Linked DNA regions of Sus scrofa: regions 2 and 3 are each linked to region 1. Evidence: chromatin contacts called from public HiChIP or PLAC-seq and promoter capture Hi-C data. All regions are on one chromosome and are shown on one strand. The core of a region is the stretch at or near the end of the contact, and the rest is flanking DNA. Distances in the headings are between cores, read along the strand shown.

Evidence for each region. Promoter capture Hi-C pulls out the DNA fragments that hold promoters and counts their contacts. HiChIP or PLAC-seq counts read pairs in DNA pulled down with a chosen protein or histone mark.
Region 2: a contact with region 1 is called in an H3K27ac HiChIP or PLAC-seq map of alveolar macrophages. The contact joins the promoter of NUP35 here to the promoter of DNAJC10 in region 1. A contact is called at or near these places in 2 of 5 promoter capture datasets (fetal liver and liver), 1 of 47 Hi-C or Micro-C datasets (alveolar macrophages) and 1 of 2 datasets of contacts at active chromatin or transcription factors (alveolar macrophages).
Region 3: a promoter capture Hi-C map of liver shows a contact between it and region 1, with 4 times the contacts expected there. The contact joins the promoter of NCKAP1 here to the promoter of DNAJC10 in region 1. A contact is called at or near these places in 2 of 5 promoter capture datasets (fetal liver and liver) and 1 of 47 Hi-C or Micro-C datasets (heart right ventricle).

Annotation. Positions count from the first base shown.
Region 1 is chr15:88,196,421-88,200,964 of Sscrofa11.1, forward strand. DNAJC10 (dnaJ homolog subfamily C member 10) reads left to right here and starts at 2,344. Exons shown (of 24, transcript XR_002339457.1): 1 at 2,344-2,577; 2 at 2,966-3,041; 3 at 3,153-3,213; 4 at 4,085-4,432. It overlaps LOC110257183 (a long non-coding RNA gene), which reads right to left and starts at 2,300. Exons shown (of 3, transcript XR_002339458.1): 1 at 1,987-2,300.
Region 2 is chr15:88,585,805-88,590,348 of Sscrofa11.1, forward strand. NUP35 (nucleoporin NUP53) reads left to right here and starts at 1,949. Exons shown (of 9, transcript XM_021074750.1): 1 at 1,949-2,078. The coding sequence starts at 2,039. It also overlaps LOC100522904.
Region 3 is chr15:88,525,722-88,530,265 of Sscrofa11.1, forward strand. It overlaps NCKAP1 (nck-associated protein 1), which reads right to left and starts at 2,696. Exons shown (of 31, transcript XM_003359581.4): 1 at 2,164-2,696. The coding sequence starts at 2,271.

The DNA.
Region 1 (4,544 bases), core at 1,094-3,593:
ATTGGTTGACTGTGCAGCAAGCAGCAAGCTTGGACTCCATTGATGTTGAGCATCTTTTCATGTAAGCATTGGTTGTGTGTATTTCTTTGAAAAAACGTCTATTCAGATACTCTGCCCACTTTTTAATTGGATTTTTTGTTTGTTTTGGGTTTTTTGTTTTTTGGGGTTTTTTTTGGCTATTCAGTTATATGAATTCCTTATATATGTTGGATATAAACCCTTTATCAGATATATGATTTGCAAACATTTTCTTTCTTTCCATAGATATTGATGTTTCATTGGCTGTGAAACAGTCTTCATATTAGAATTCCCCAAGATTTTATCCTTGGTCCACAGCTTTTCTTATTCTGCATACTTTCTCTTGGTAATCATGTTCATACTCATGGGTCTAACCACCACAGATAATTGATAAAATTGTCTATTTGATTTTCCATGAATTTTATGCTGTATATCTTTATTTGGACATATCCTAGTAAAACTGAAATAGACATATCCAGATCAGAATCCTTTTTCTTTTCTCTAAACACATCTTCATTCAGTGAGTGGTACTCAGACACCTAAATCAGAAGTTAACCTTAAATCCTTTATCGCTCATATCAACAAAGCACCATTTCTTGCCCAATTTACTCTGTCTTAACATTCTCCTAACTGCTCCCCTTTTCTCCAGTCATGTCCTGTTTGTATGCACTCTCTCATAGCTACAGAATGATCTAAAATACAGACTCAGTACCTTACTTAAAAGCTTTAATTAGCTTTCTCATTACCTGCAAGATACGGCTTCATGGTGGAGTAAAACCCCCATCATCTAGCCCCTGCTTGATTCTCTAGTTTTATTTCTGCTTTTCAATTTAAAGATTTTGGTGGCTCACAATGCGGCATAATGATTAACATTACAGTCTTTGGAGCTAGGGTGTTCAGGTGTGTATAGTTTCCTCACCTGTGAAGTGGATATAATAAACCCCTATCATATAAGATTATTTGGATTCAGGCATGTTGGGTTTCAATGTTCTTCCCTTTGTTCAATCTGTTACCGTTTATCCTGATATTTTTCCACCTTCTGAATTTTTTATGAAAGTCTCACCCACTGCTGTCTCCAGGATTACGTCTGTAGATTTTGCTTTTGTTGTCTTTACAGTTTTTAAATTGAGTTGTAAGATATAGCTCAGGAAAATGTACTCTTTTCAATGTCATGTGTTCTACCAGAAGTCCACATGTTAATTTACTCTAAGGAAATTATGAATTAAGAACACAACAATATAGGTTAGACAATGTTATTGCTTCTTAATTTATAATGGAAGAAAAGACTATTGTCAAAGTAGCTAATATAAGATTAAAGAATTTATGTTAAAAAAAAAAAGATTATTTGGAGGACTGAATTAACTAATGTGTGCTTAGACCAGTTCCTGGCACTTACTAGCTGTTACATTAGGTTGCTTCTATTATTTCTGTCTTTGTTCTGACTACTTTCTCTTACTTCTAGAAATGTCTTCGTTTTGTTACGGATCCTGCATGGTCAGCATTTTTTAATAAGCTGCTATTTGATTTGCTACACGAAATTGTTACCAATTACAATTTATTTCATACTATGGTTGATGTCATAAGCCAGCATCCTCTTCATCACGATGTTTTTTTCTCTTTTGATGGTTGCAAATGCAGCTAGTTCAATTGTTCTAGTTATATTGCAGACCAAAAATGCAGTTTCTATTCCATATTACTTAGACATAAAGATGCGAGAGAGGAGTATGGACAACTCCTCAAATTCCAGTTGGAATGACTAGGAAGACGGGCAATGCCGCAGAATGCTCTAATGTTTGTTACCCACACACATCCATGAATATTTTTATTTTCCCCAAATTTCCTACTATCTTTTCAACCCTCTAAATTGACACTACAATCAATGTCATTTCAGTCAAGCTACCCCTTTCCCGCAAAATTTCCCCTTTCTGCACCCCACCCCTCAACCAGAAAAATCCTCTATAGCCCTACCTTGCCCGACCTTTCCCTTTAAGAACAGGGTCAGAGGGAAACTACACGCCTAAACCCGCCCTCCGCGGGGCAGGGGTTCCCGTCACCACAGCAACTGGAGCAGGAAGGGGCGGGCCTTGTCGTCTCACATCCAGCCTGCGGCATGCGCCGGCTGCGTTGACGTGGGGGCGCGGGCTTCGTCGGTACGGCGCTTCCCGCAGCTCGGGTTGGAGCCGGAACCGGAGCCGGAGCCGGATTCTGCACAGACAGCCACGTCAACCTAAACCTACACCTCCCTCCCCACCCTGCGGTGCCCACAGGTCCTTCGGCTAGTCCTCCCAAGCGGCGTTCTCCACGCCTTTCCCACAATGCCCCGCGCCAGTCCCCGCCCCTCCTCGCCTTGGAGACCGCCGCGCGAGGAACGGACCGGAGCCGGCCGCACTCTTTGCTGCGGGTGTGGCTGGTTCTCCCCCGTTCCGGGCGCGGCGGGCCGGCGGCTACCGAGTGCGTGCTTCACTCCTGCACGCACAGCTTGTGCTCTATCGAGTAGGATCCGCCGACGGGGATTGAAAATGGGGGAGTAGCTGCAGGAGGCGACCCCGCAACAGTGAGGTGGGCATGGGCCGGGAGCCGGGGACCGGGGTTCTGCTGATGCTGGCCGCGGCCTGGGACCTGCGGGAAGGGAGGGGCGAAATGCCCTTGTGCAGGAATCCCCCTCCTCATCTCTTCTGCGCCCAGTTTATTGTGTTCTCGCTCTCAGTTGTTTTCCTTCCTTCTACCTGCACCACCCTTCCTCCGCCCAGCGGTTCCTCGCTTTTTTGCTCCAGTTTCTAACTTTAACTTTAGTTATCCAGGTTCCTTTCTCCGTTAGTTCAACCTGAGATTGCACACACCAGCAACACTTGACAGTCTGTTTCACCCACGTTTCCATTTTTCCATTCTTGCATCCCATTCTGGAGTGGTGGCAACATGGAGTTAACAGTGTTGCATTTACCTGCAGCTTCCACCTGTCCCCGCAGCTTGGCGCTGAGCAAGTCAGGCACGCCCACACGTACCGAGAACCACCACTAGGCAGGGTATGAACCCCACGTGTACCAGTGGTGTTTGACAGTATGTTCTCTATTTTTTCCTAAGCTTTGTTTTCTAGTCTAGATGTTTATTAATCTCTATCATTATATTTTACAAAGGTTTTTTTTTTTTGGTGGTGTGAAAAGGCGGAATTAGAAATGAACCAAAAACCATTCACAGGTAAGGAGAAAAAATTTTTAAAAATATTTAGGATTAAATGAAGGAAGGAGGAATTGAGGATGCTAGAAAGATTAGATTTTTTTTTTTCAAAGCATGAGATCTTTGGAACTCAACTATACAAATTTCCACGTGATCTTATTTTTACCCTACACAGCTGAGCATGTCGGAACTGATTCCTTTTCTCTTTTTGTTTTTCTGTTTTTAATTTATGCCAAAGGAAAACTTTGCAATAAAATTACACTATTAACTTGCAGTTATCCTACTAGTTATATAAAATAGTATCTACTTAAACATAACATAAGCATTTTCTGAGAAAATTCAGGGCAAAGAAAATGGCTTATTGTGTATAAGTTGTCTGTTTCAGTAATATAAATTCACTGCCGGTTTTGGACCAGTTGTATAAAATATACAGACCCTTTGGAAGATCTCCTGCTTCTTTCTAGCATTCTCAAAGGGTATTTCCTACAGGCGAGGTTGATTGAAATGAAAACTGGATAGCCTTAAAAGGGGTGAAGAAATAACCAAAAAGGAAGCAAATGAAAAGGGCAGTTCTTAAGCTGGGTAGCAGGAGGAAGGAAACGACTCCCCCCCCCCTTGGTGTTCAGGTGCTGATCAAGGCAAATTGCTGGGTTGGTTTGTAAAGTGTTCTAGCTGGCTGCAACCATATAGCTACCTTTTGCCTTTATTTGCTCTCTTGAGTGATAGCAGGAACCTGGCTACCTAGATATAGAAGGGGGAAGAGGGCCCCCAGAGAACCAGCCTGATTTGCCATTTACCAGAGATAGTATTGCTGGCCATGTCATTTGTAACATGTGTTGTTGAAGGTGTTTTTTATTAATATATTTTTAAGTACCCAATTTTCTCTTTTTAGATTAACATTTTGAGACACTTCATGATGCCTGATTCACCTTTGAAGTAATGTGGAGAGAAGTTCTCAAATTTGCATATTACATCAACTGGAACCAGTGGCATTATCTTAATGTTCACTTAAGTCAGAACTTCTTCAGGAAAAACAATGGGAGTCTGGTTAAATAAAGATGCCTATATCAGAGACTTGAAAAGGGTCATTCTCTGTTTTCTATTAGTGTATATGGCCATTTTAGTGGGTACAGATCAGGATTTTTACAGTTTACTTGGAGTATCCAAAACTGCAAGCAGTAGAGAAATAAGACAAGCTTTCAAGAAACTGGCATTGAAGCTACACCCTGATAAAAACCCGGTAGGTAAAAATTTCTTTTTAAACATATCTAATTAATGTGTCTTGGTAAGTTTTGCTGTATACTTAAATTATTTTAAATAAGTGCTCAAAATGCTTAAGAACAATCACGTCA
Region 2 (4,544 bases), core at 699-3,198, 390 kb after region 1:
AATACTAAAAATAGTAAATAACACCTATAGGCAACCACAAAAAAATTATATACAGTAAATTAAAGGCCCTTCTTAAGCCCTCTAATTTACAAACTCCTCTCCCATTCCACATTCTCTGTTAAGAGTTTGGCAGAAATGTTTTCTAGGTTTTTCCTTTATTTAAACAAGCACCTCTCTCTTCCTCTTTGGATCTGTACCCATATATACTTTTTTTTGTTAAATTAAGATAAAATCATGCTATATATACATTTTCAAATTGCATCTTTCAGTATATAAATCATGAAGATTTTTCTAGATCAATACACATATCAATAGGGGAATAATGTTCTTTTGTTTGGCTAGATCATAATTTATATAGAAATCCCTTTACTGATGAACATTTCTTGGTACCTTGTTTCTATAAAGGGGATTGCTGGGTGTGGTGTGCTGAATGAAGCCTCCACAGATATCCACACTCTAATCTCTGGAATCTATGAATGTTACTTTGCAGTTGTGGCTATTAACTTAATCACAGCTGGCTATTGAAATGGGAAGATTATCCTGCATTATCTGAGTAGGCTCTAAATGTAATTACAAACATCCTTTAAGAGGGAGGTGGAGTGAGATTTTAACTATAGAAGAAAAAGGCCATATGATGATTGAAGCAGAGATAAGCAGATGCTAAAAGAGATAGAAGACGCTATGCCACAGGCTTTGAAACAGGATAGGGCCAAAAGCCAAGTAATATTGTTAGCTTCCAGATGTTACACAAGGCAAGGAAACAGATTCCCCTCTGGAGCCTCTGGAAGAAACCAGTCTTGCTGACATTTTGATTTTAGTCCTATAATACTCATTTCGAATTTCAGGCCTCCAGAGCTATAAAGATAAATTTGTGTTGATTTAAGCTGCCAATTTTGTAGTAATTTAGTATGTCTTTATCTGAATTTGATTACATCTGCAAAGACCCTATTTCCAAATAAGGTCGCATTAATATGTACTGGAAATTAGGACTTTAACATGTATTTTGGGGGACACAGTTCAACATATATATATGTTTAAAAAATATAATTCATCTGTGAGTGTTTTAAAACTTTAACTTCTGGGAACTTGTCATTTAATCCTGGAATTGTTATTGCCTCATACAAATTATAAAGTTCTTGGCTGGATTTTGAATTTCAGCAAATCCCAGAGGAAACAGGGAGAGTAGGTGGGTAAGCACTTTGAAGGTAAGTTTGATATGGACCAGAGAGCATTTCAGAATATATATACATAGCACATCACTTTTATAAAATTAGCAAAACGAAAAAGCTATTTTCGCACACACACATATAGCATATGTATGATATTTGAATACGTTCTACAGAAAGGAAAGTAGCAGCAAGGGGGGGGGGTCGGCCCGGATGGCATAGGAACACACAAGATTCTGCAGTATGGTGAGTGCACGGGTGTTTATTACTTTCCTCCATTATTTAATATCTTTTGTACTTATAAACATGTAATAAACCAGTAAAAGAGCAAGTATGAGTTATGCTTTAATGTAAAATTGTGCCCATATAACACAAAAAAATCTTAAATGGCATAGAGATGGTAGAAAATATGCTTGAGAAAGGAGCTCGGTGCCCTAAGCCCAGAAACCTACGTTGGAAAGCGGCATAATCTGTTTCTTCAAGCCAACCTGTCCAGGTGGTACTTGGAAAAGCTGACGGATGACAGAGCACTGAATAAACTCACGCTATTTATGAATCCGTGAGTAAAATAACTTGCGCTTCTATAAAACTCGAGCACCAACAAATCAGGAGGCTCAGAGGACGAGCGAAAGCATTCCCAGAACCACACGATCCACGCTGATCTCTTTACCAGAGAAATCCTTCTCAGAGCAGTCGAGTCTGCGCAGACTCTTGCCCTATTCCAAAATGGCAGCTCTGGCGCCACAACTTTGGTATGGCGCATGTCCGGAAGTTACGCAACCCCATAAGGTACCGCGCTCCTACCCGTGGGGAGAGTTTCCGCCATTTTTGAAAATCGGGAAGGTCCGGGGCTAAGTGGTGTAGCTGCTGCGATGGCAGCCTTTGCCGTGGACTCCCAGGTGCCCACGTTGGGTGAGTGAAAAACTGCTTTTCCTCACTAGCTCTGTGCTACTTGCCGCTTGGAAGCGGGCAAGCTTGGAAGGCAGTAGTCATCGGGGTCTCTTCTGTTAATTTCAGCCTCAAAGGGGGAGCCTCTGGCTCGCCCCAGGTTCGTAGTCCGCCCCCTACCCCGAAGCTTTGCTACCCCGCCGTCACGAAAACGGTTCCAGGAAACTTCGGGCCCCGAGGAGGGCGAGGGAACGGCCGTCTGCGGTGGCTGAACCATTTTGTGCCCCTACGTGCCGGAGCCAGACCTGCCCATACCTGAGACGCCATCAGTGCCTGAGATGCCAAGCTGGGTTCATAGATCCGGGGAAGCGTTGATGGGAAGGAACTCACCTGTGAACACGTGGGTGGGCGGTACTCTGGGGTGTGGTTAGTGTCCTTGGCTGTTTGGTCACCTTAGGCTTGTAGTTCCTGTTTGATTCCTACCTTCTCCCGGGCTTTGCAAAAAGAATCTTTTTAATGGAAGTTTGAGTCGGCGGCATTTAATTAGGCAGGTGATGGCAGCCTTTGAGATATTAGCCTTAATAGGAAGCCAGGAGTTCGTTCGTTTTCCCTCGCCTTTATCTTGGGAAAGTGACTCAGTATTGTAGGAGGTCTCTTCATTTGACCGGTCACGTAATGATTAAAAATCATCACCATTATTTAATGGGGTGCATTACTAAAATGTGTTGTTGAAAAAAATCTCTCAAGTTTTTTGTTTTTGTCTGCTGAGTTTTGGAATTTGGGGGAACGGTCGAAAATTTTAGAACAAAAAATAAACCTATCGTAAGAATATTTGAAAAGTTGGTTACAAACTTTATGAGTTTGGAAAGGAAGGCAAGCACAATATGTACCTATAGAATAAATTTTATTATAGTTGAAGGATATATAATGCTTGCCATGTTTTGTGCAAAATAAGTTTCTTTTGAGAGTAGAGTGACTTGAACTGTTAGTATTAATAATAAAACTAAATGCATAATATCAAGGTAGGTACTCAGCTACATTTAAACTTGTGTACAGATGTTGGTCTAGGTATTTGTGTTTTGTATTATTTTGGAGATCAGAGAGCTTTAATTTCCAGTTCCTAAGTTTTCTAGTCCCCCAAAACATTTTGGAGTGTATATTTCTTGGGGTTACGTATATGAATAATTGGTCGGAAATCTGACATTAGCGGATATGAATGTTCAGGTCCACTGCAAATATTCCAGGCGGGATATAAACATTTTCCCAGCACCTAATGGTACACTGAAACTAAGTTACTTTAACAAACAGTGCTGGCTGAGAAGACTTAGTACTTAACATTTTAGGAGTGCACACTGTGAAATGGTATTTGACTTGAAGGATCCAATGGTATAGCTCAGTGAAATTAGCTTGAGGGTTGGGCAGTTAGTGACAGTTCAATTAAGAGCCCGTTGCCCATTCCTCACTTTAGTGCTTTCTTTTGTATCACAATATATATCTGAATGTGTCAGAAAATTTCCTGACAATTCTTGTTATACTTGCCATATTTGTATGTTTTCCTTTGAGGGCTGGGAGAGTGAAAGTAGGCAGTATTTAAAACTTTGTAATACATTTATTACTATAGGTTTCTAAATATATGTTCAGAATATGCTTTTGTTTAGACTTTAGGTTTGATTTTTAGTGTTAGGTTTTTTAGAAATATGTTATAGTACCATGGTACTTTGTAACGAGCATTTTGAAGTAATTACAATGTAATACAGCTCTTCACACCTTATTTCGGTATTTGCCTTATTCTTTCCCTAAATTTCTTTTCCTTTTTCTTTTTTTGTACACTTGCATTGCTAATATCTAGGTCTACTTTGATGGGAAATAAAGGGAAGATCAAATAAGTGACAGCATTTGGATAGCACAAAACATATTTCTGTGGCTGTTTAGAAGTTAAGGAATAGGGAGTTTCCATCGTGGCTCAGTGGTGAGCGAATCTGACTAGGAACCTGAGGTTGCAGGTTCAATCCCTGGCCTTGCTCAGTGGGTTAAGGATCTGGCGTTGCCATGAGATGTGGTGTAGGTTGCAGACCTGGCTTGGATCTCGCGTTGCTGTGGCTGTGGTGTAGGCTGGTGGCTACAGTTCCGATTAGACCCCTAGCCTGGGAGCGGCCCAAGAAAATGGCAAAAAACAAAAAACAAAAAGTTAAGGAATAGTTAATAAAGGCCATATAAAATACAAATTGTTTGACTTCTCTGAATGCCATGGATCACATTCAGGCTTGTCACATAGTTGAAAAATTAAGTTTTCATAAGCAGAAATTGAAGTTCTCAATGTACATATCATTACTTCAGTTTTGTCTACTATAAAATAATATTAGAATAATAATGAATATTTGGTGCTTACTCACTGTATATAAGGGACTTGAGTATTTTACTTGCTATAATTCTAGTCAGAGCTCTATGGGTGGGTGCTATGATTATGTCTGTTTTGCTGCAAGACTTAAA
Region 3 (4,544 bases), core at 1,446-3,945, 330 kb after region 1:
AATATGCTTTTGAGGAAAGGCAGTGAATTGGAATTCTAAGAGTTCAAATGCTTAGAATTTGGCTTTACATTATTTCATTTATGAAGGTGAAATATACAAAGTTTGACTGTATTTATGCCATAAAAATGTTTATAGTGAATGCTTAAAAAAAAAAAAAAAAAAAAAAAAAAGAGGTATTTTGCCATATACCCAAACCACTTTTGATGTTACTCTCACTTCCTCTTCTGGAAACCATCATAACCATTTCCTTTAACCGCAATACCACGAGTCTAGTAACTTTTAGTAATGTTTGACTTGCTAGGATTTTTTTTGAACAAAGATCATATAGGAACCAATTTCCAAGTTTGTTAAGGTGCATAATCTCACAAAAAAGTTCAGGTCAATGCAACCTAGAAGTAATACTGTCTAAATTATTCTGAACTTACATGAATTTATAATCAAGGCTCTTTGGTAAATGCAGAGGGCTTTTTTGTAATGACCCTCAAGCTCCTGCTACATAAAATGTGACAAACCCAACAGACATGTTGCAGTTACTCTTCCAGATTACACTAAATTCAGAGTCAATCATCTTCATATACAGGTGAGCAACTGGAACATTAGCTATCCTTATACAAAATTCATCACCATTAAGCCAGGGCAGTCTTCTCCTTTAGAATACAGTGTCTACATCAAATTGTTTAAATAAATCAACTTTATACTTGAACCCCATGATATGAAATATTTAAAAATATTCTTTCCTCAGGAATTCTCATCCTGGCTCAGTGGTTAACGAATCTGACTAGGAACCATGAGGATGCGGGTTCAATCCCTGACCTCGATCAGAGGGTTAAGGATCCAGGTGTTGCCATGAGCTGTGGTTAGGTCGCAGACTTGGCTCGGATCCCACGTTGCTGTGGCTGTGGTGTAGGCCAGCGGCTACAGCTCTGATTAGACCCCTAGCCTGGGAACCTCCATATGCTGCGGGTACGGCCCTAGAAAAGACAAAAAAAAAATTCTTTCCTCAGTAGCCCTAATTTACAAGGGCTACAATTCTACTGCTATGACTAAACTAAAGGAAATATTCATGATGCATTAAAAAGACAAAAATAATTATGAAGATATAATATCAAATATAGACTGGAAACTCTCAGGATCTAGACTGTACGAAAAAAATCTTAATTTTCTCTTTACTGAATTATTTAAAACTTACTTTGTCTTAAAAGGAAAAGGATGTCTTTTTTTCCCCTGAGATAAATTAATATATTTGTTCTATCTTAACATCTATTTTTCTTAACTCCAATTCAGCCTTCCATTCTTTACTCTGAAGGCATGTAAAGACTTCGAACAGACCTATTAGCTAGAGCTACTCAAGTTATGAGACTACTCTATAAAATCAGCAATAATAGCAACATATTTATTTTTATTTTATAGACACCGAACTTTAAGAAATGATGCTTTGGTACTATCAGACATGGTTGGAAAAACTAAAATGAGGAGGAGTAAAGAGGAACGAGAGAGAAGGTTGTTATTCCTGTTCTAGTGACTCACAACCCAGAAGTATTTCAGAAGAAAATTGGTTCCACCCTCACTTCCCCCTCCTCTCCACCTTCAAGATGAAATAATTCCAAATCGCCAATATGCTCTTGATTGGCTTTTATTTCGCAATATAGAATAAAATGGCAAAGTGGAAGAGATGCGGGGTTCATCCTGATTAGCCATCCCCCTCCTGCATTTCCACTTACACACCAAAAATTGAGGGAAAAAAACCTGCTACCATCTCCGCCAGATTCCTACCATTCGGCCTCAGTTACGGAACATCCAAGTTTTCCTATCCCCCTCCCAGAATCTTGTCCACCCACTACCAACCCCCTTTTCCGTAGACCCCGTTTCGGGGGCGGAGGTGCCCCTCACCCCGAGCGGGGCCGGACCCGCCGGATCTCGCCGCTAGGAACCGGGAAATGGCTTCTTTCTGACACTGATCGGCCGGCGAGCCACCGGGAGAGGCGCCGGGACTCCGCGTTAGGCCGCGGCGCCTCCCGGCGACCCCGGCCCGGCCTGCCCCGGCGAGGCCGTGAATTCTACCCCAGGCGCCGCCCGCCGACCCCCCCGCCCCGGCCTTCCGGGCCTTCCAGCCCTCCCCAGCCCACCCGCCGATCCCGCCGCGGCCTCGCCAGCCGTGCGCACCTTCTTGATGTTGTAGAGGCGGGTAAGCATACCGACGCCGCGGTCGTTGAGGATGGTGAGCTTCTCCGCCAGCTTCTGCTGACTGGGCTGCAGCACGGAGCGCGACATGGTGGTAGTGATAGTGGTGGTGGTGGTGGTAGTGTCGTCGCCGCCGCCGCCGGCTGCCTCTCGCCCAGTCACCGGCCCGCGGCCTCCGCAGCTACCTCGGTCGGGCCTTCTCCCCTCCCGCCCGCGACCTCCGCCTCAGGGGAGCGCGCCCATAGCCCTCGCGCTCCAATTCCGCGCCGGTGACAGAGCGAGCCGCGGCGGACGCCTCGGGGCCCCTTCCCCCGCAGCAGCCCGCGCCCCGGCAGCCTCCTGCCTTCCGCTTGCCGCCCTTCCGTCCCCACCCCCCGGTGCCCTCGGCCCCAGCCCCCACCGAGCCGCCTTCCCGGGCTCCTCCACTAGGTGTGGCGGCGGCGGCGGCGTCTCCGGCGGCTGAGAACCAGGCCGCTTCCCGCAGCCCGGGACCAGCTCTCGGTCACCTGATCAGCCGCGCCGGCGCCCCCGCGAGGGCGGACGGGGAACTGCGCCTGGGGTCCCTAGCGCGCCCCGCCCGGCCTCGCGACGGCCGCGGCCCGAGAGGCGGCTGAGGGGTCCCAGACCTGACCCGATGGGCTTGGACCGCCCACTGCCCTTGATCCGGGTTTGGGAGTCTAAGCCGGGACCTGATGAAGTCACGTTTCTCTGCTTTCCGCACACCCCTCTCTTTTAAGTTCCCAAAAGTTGCCTTTCCGCACCACCTCCCGAAAGAAACCAGCAGAAGCCCATGGGGAGGCGGTGGGCGGAGGCAGGGCGGGTGTTTTTCTGGCGAGTTTCGCCCAAGAGTGGGCTGGTGGCACCGTGCGCTTTTCCCTCCCACTGCTTGACAGACGCTCCTGGCTGAACACAGCAGATGTTGTGCTCTGCGAAGCGGGCCTCGCCTCTCCCTTCCTCCCCATCCAATCCCAACTCCCCCGCCTCAAGGCAGTTTGTGAGAGAGGAGGTCGGAAGCGAGGGCAAATCAAGTTCCTGAGATAATCAGAATCTGGAATTTGTCGACGAGGATCACCCTTCCGGAGAAGACGCTAAGAAGCAATGGCATGTGCGAGGCAAAAAATGTTTGTTCAATAAATGAAGGAACGCTCCCACTTTTTTTTTTTTTTCTGGCCTCCACCCCAAATCCCCACCCCTTCTTGGCAGTATTCTACTTTTCCATCTCTTTTTTTTCTTGATCAGTTTCCTCCCAGTCACACCCCAGGGACACTCCTTCTGGTCAAGCATATTAGACACGGTTCCAAAAGTGAGCAAATCAAGGACTTTTACAATTGACTGGAGTGGGGATTCCAGCAGAGACGATTCATGCTGTTTTGATGTGTTTTGTTTTGTTTTGTTTTTTACCCTAATTTCCTTCCATGTGTTAATCTTTTATATTATATTAATTAATTTTAAGTGAGTGACAAAATATTATGCCACCTTCAATGAACGACCTTGTAAAAATAAATAAGCTATCATTGGCTTAATGAAAACACTTTATGCAAAGGAAATTGTGATGAAGGTTTTTAATACAAACACATCTGAGAGATCACCTATGGAGCTCTTATTAGTCATTAACAGGTCGGGGGTCATTTAATTTATCTAGTTACATTCTAACCTAATAGTTTAAATATTAATTTATTGGAGGTAAGGGTCTGGAACCTAAGATAAAGCAGACCTGGGAAGGAGAAGATGCTTGTGAGGAGGCTGGGGAGTAAAGATAAGCACTTTTCAGCGACTACAAACAAATGTAACCAGAGGCAGAATTACAGAGTCCCACAATGAAAGTTTATATCATTTTCTAGTTTTTCAAAAGTACTGTATAAAAAGAAGAAGAAAAGAGTGCCATATTAAAATTTGAACACAACTGTTACTCAAGAAGAGCCACCATCGTGTTTCCATGTGAACTTAAAACACTCATAGCTATTTTTAACTCAGTACCCAATGCTGAGCCTCATTATTCAGTTTTTATTATAACTAATTTTTAGACATATTGACCTGAGATTGGATGGAATATGTCTATTTGAGTAAAAAACATTAGGTGTAGATGAAGTATTCACTATTCTTGCATTTCTCTGTATTTTGCATTAAAATGCATTTTGTTATTAAAAACCAACCCTTTTAAAGTTTGCACATATGTGTAGTAAAAAGTATACTGTCAGTGCTAATGTAATAATCATCTGTTTTGCCATTCCTGTATGATTTTATGGCAAGTGTAATTAGTATATGTCATCTTATATATCCTTTCAGTTTTCAGTCTTTGAAAATGTGTCATATCATGCAAATTAGGCTATAAAGTTCTTACAAAAATTGCCCCTCTTGTAGAA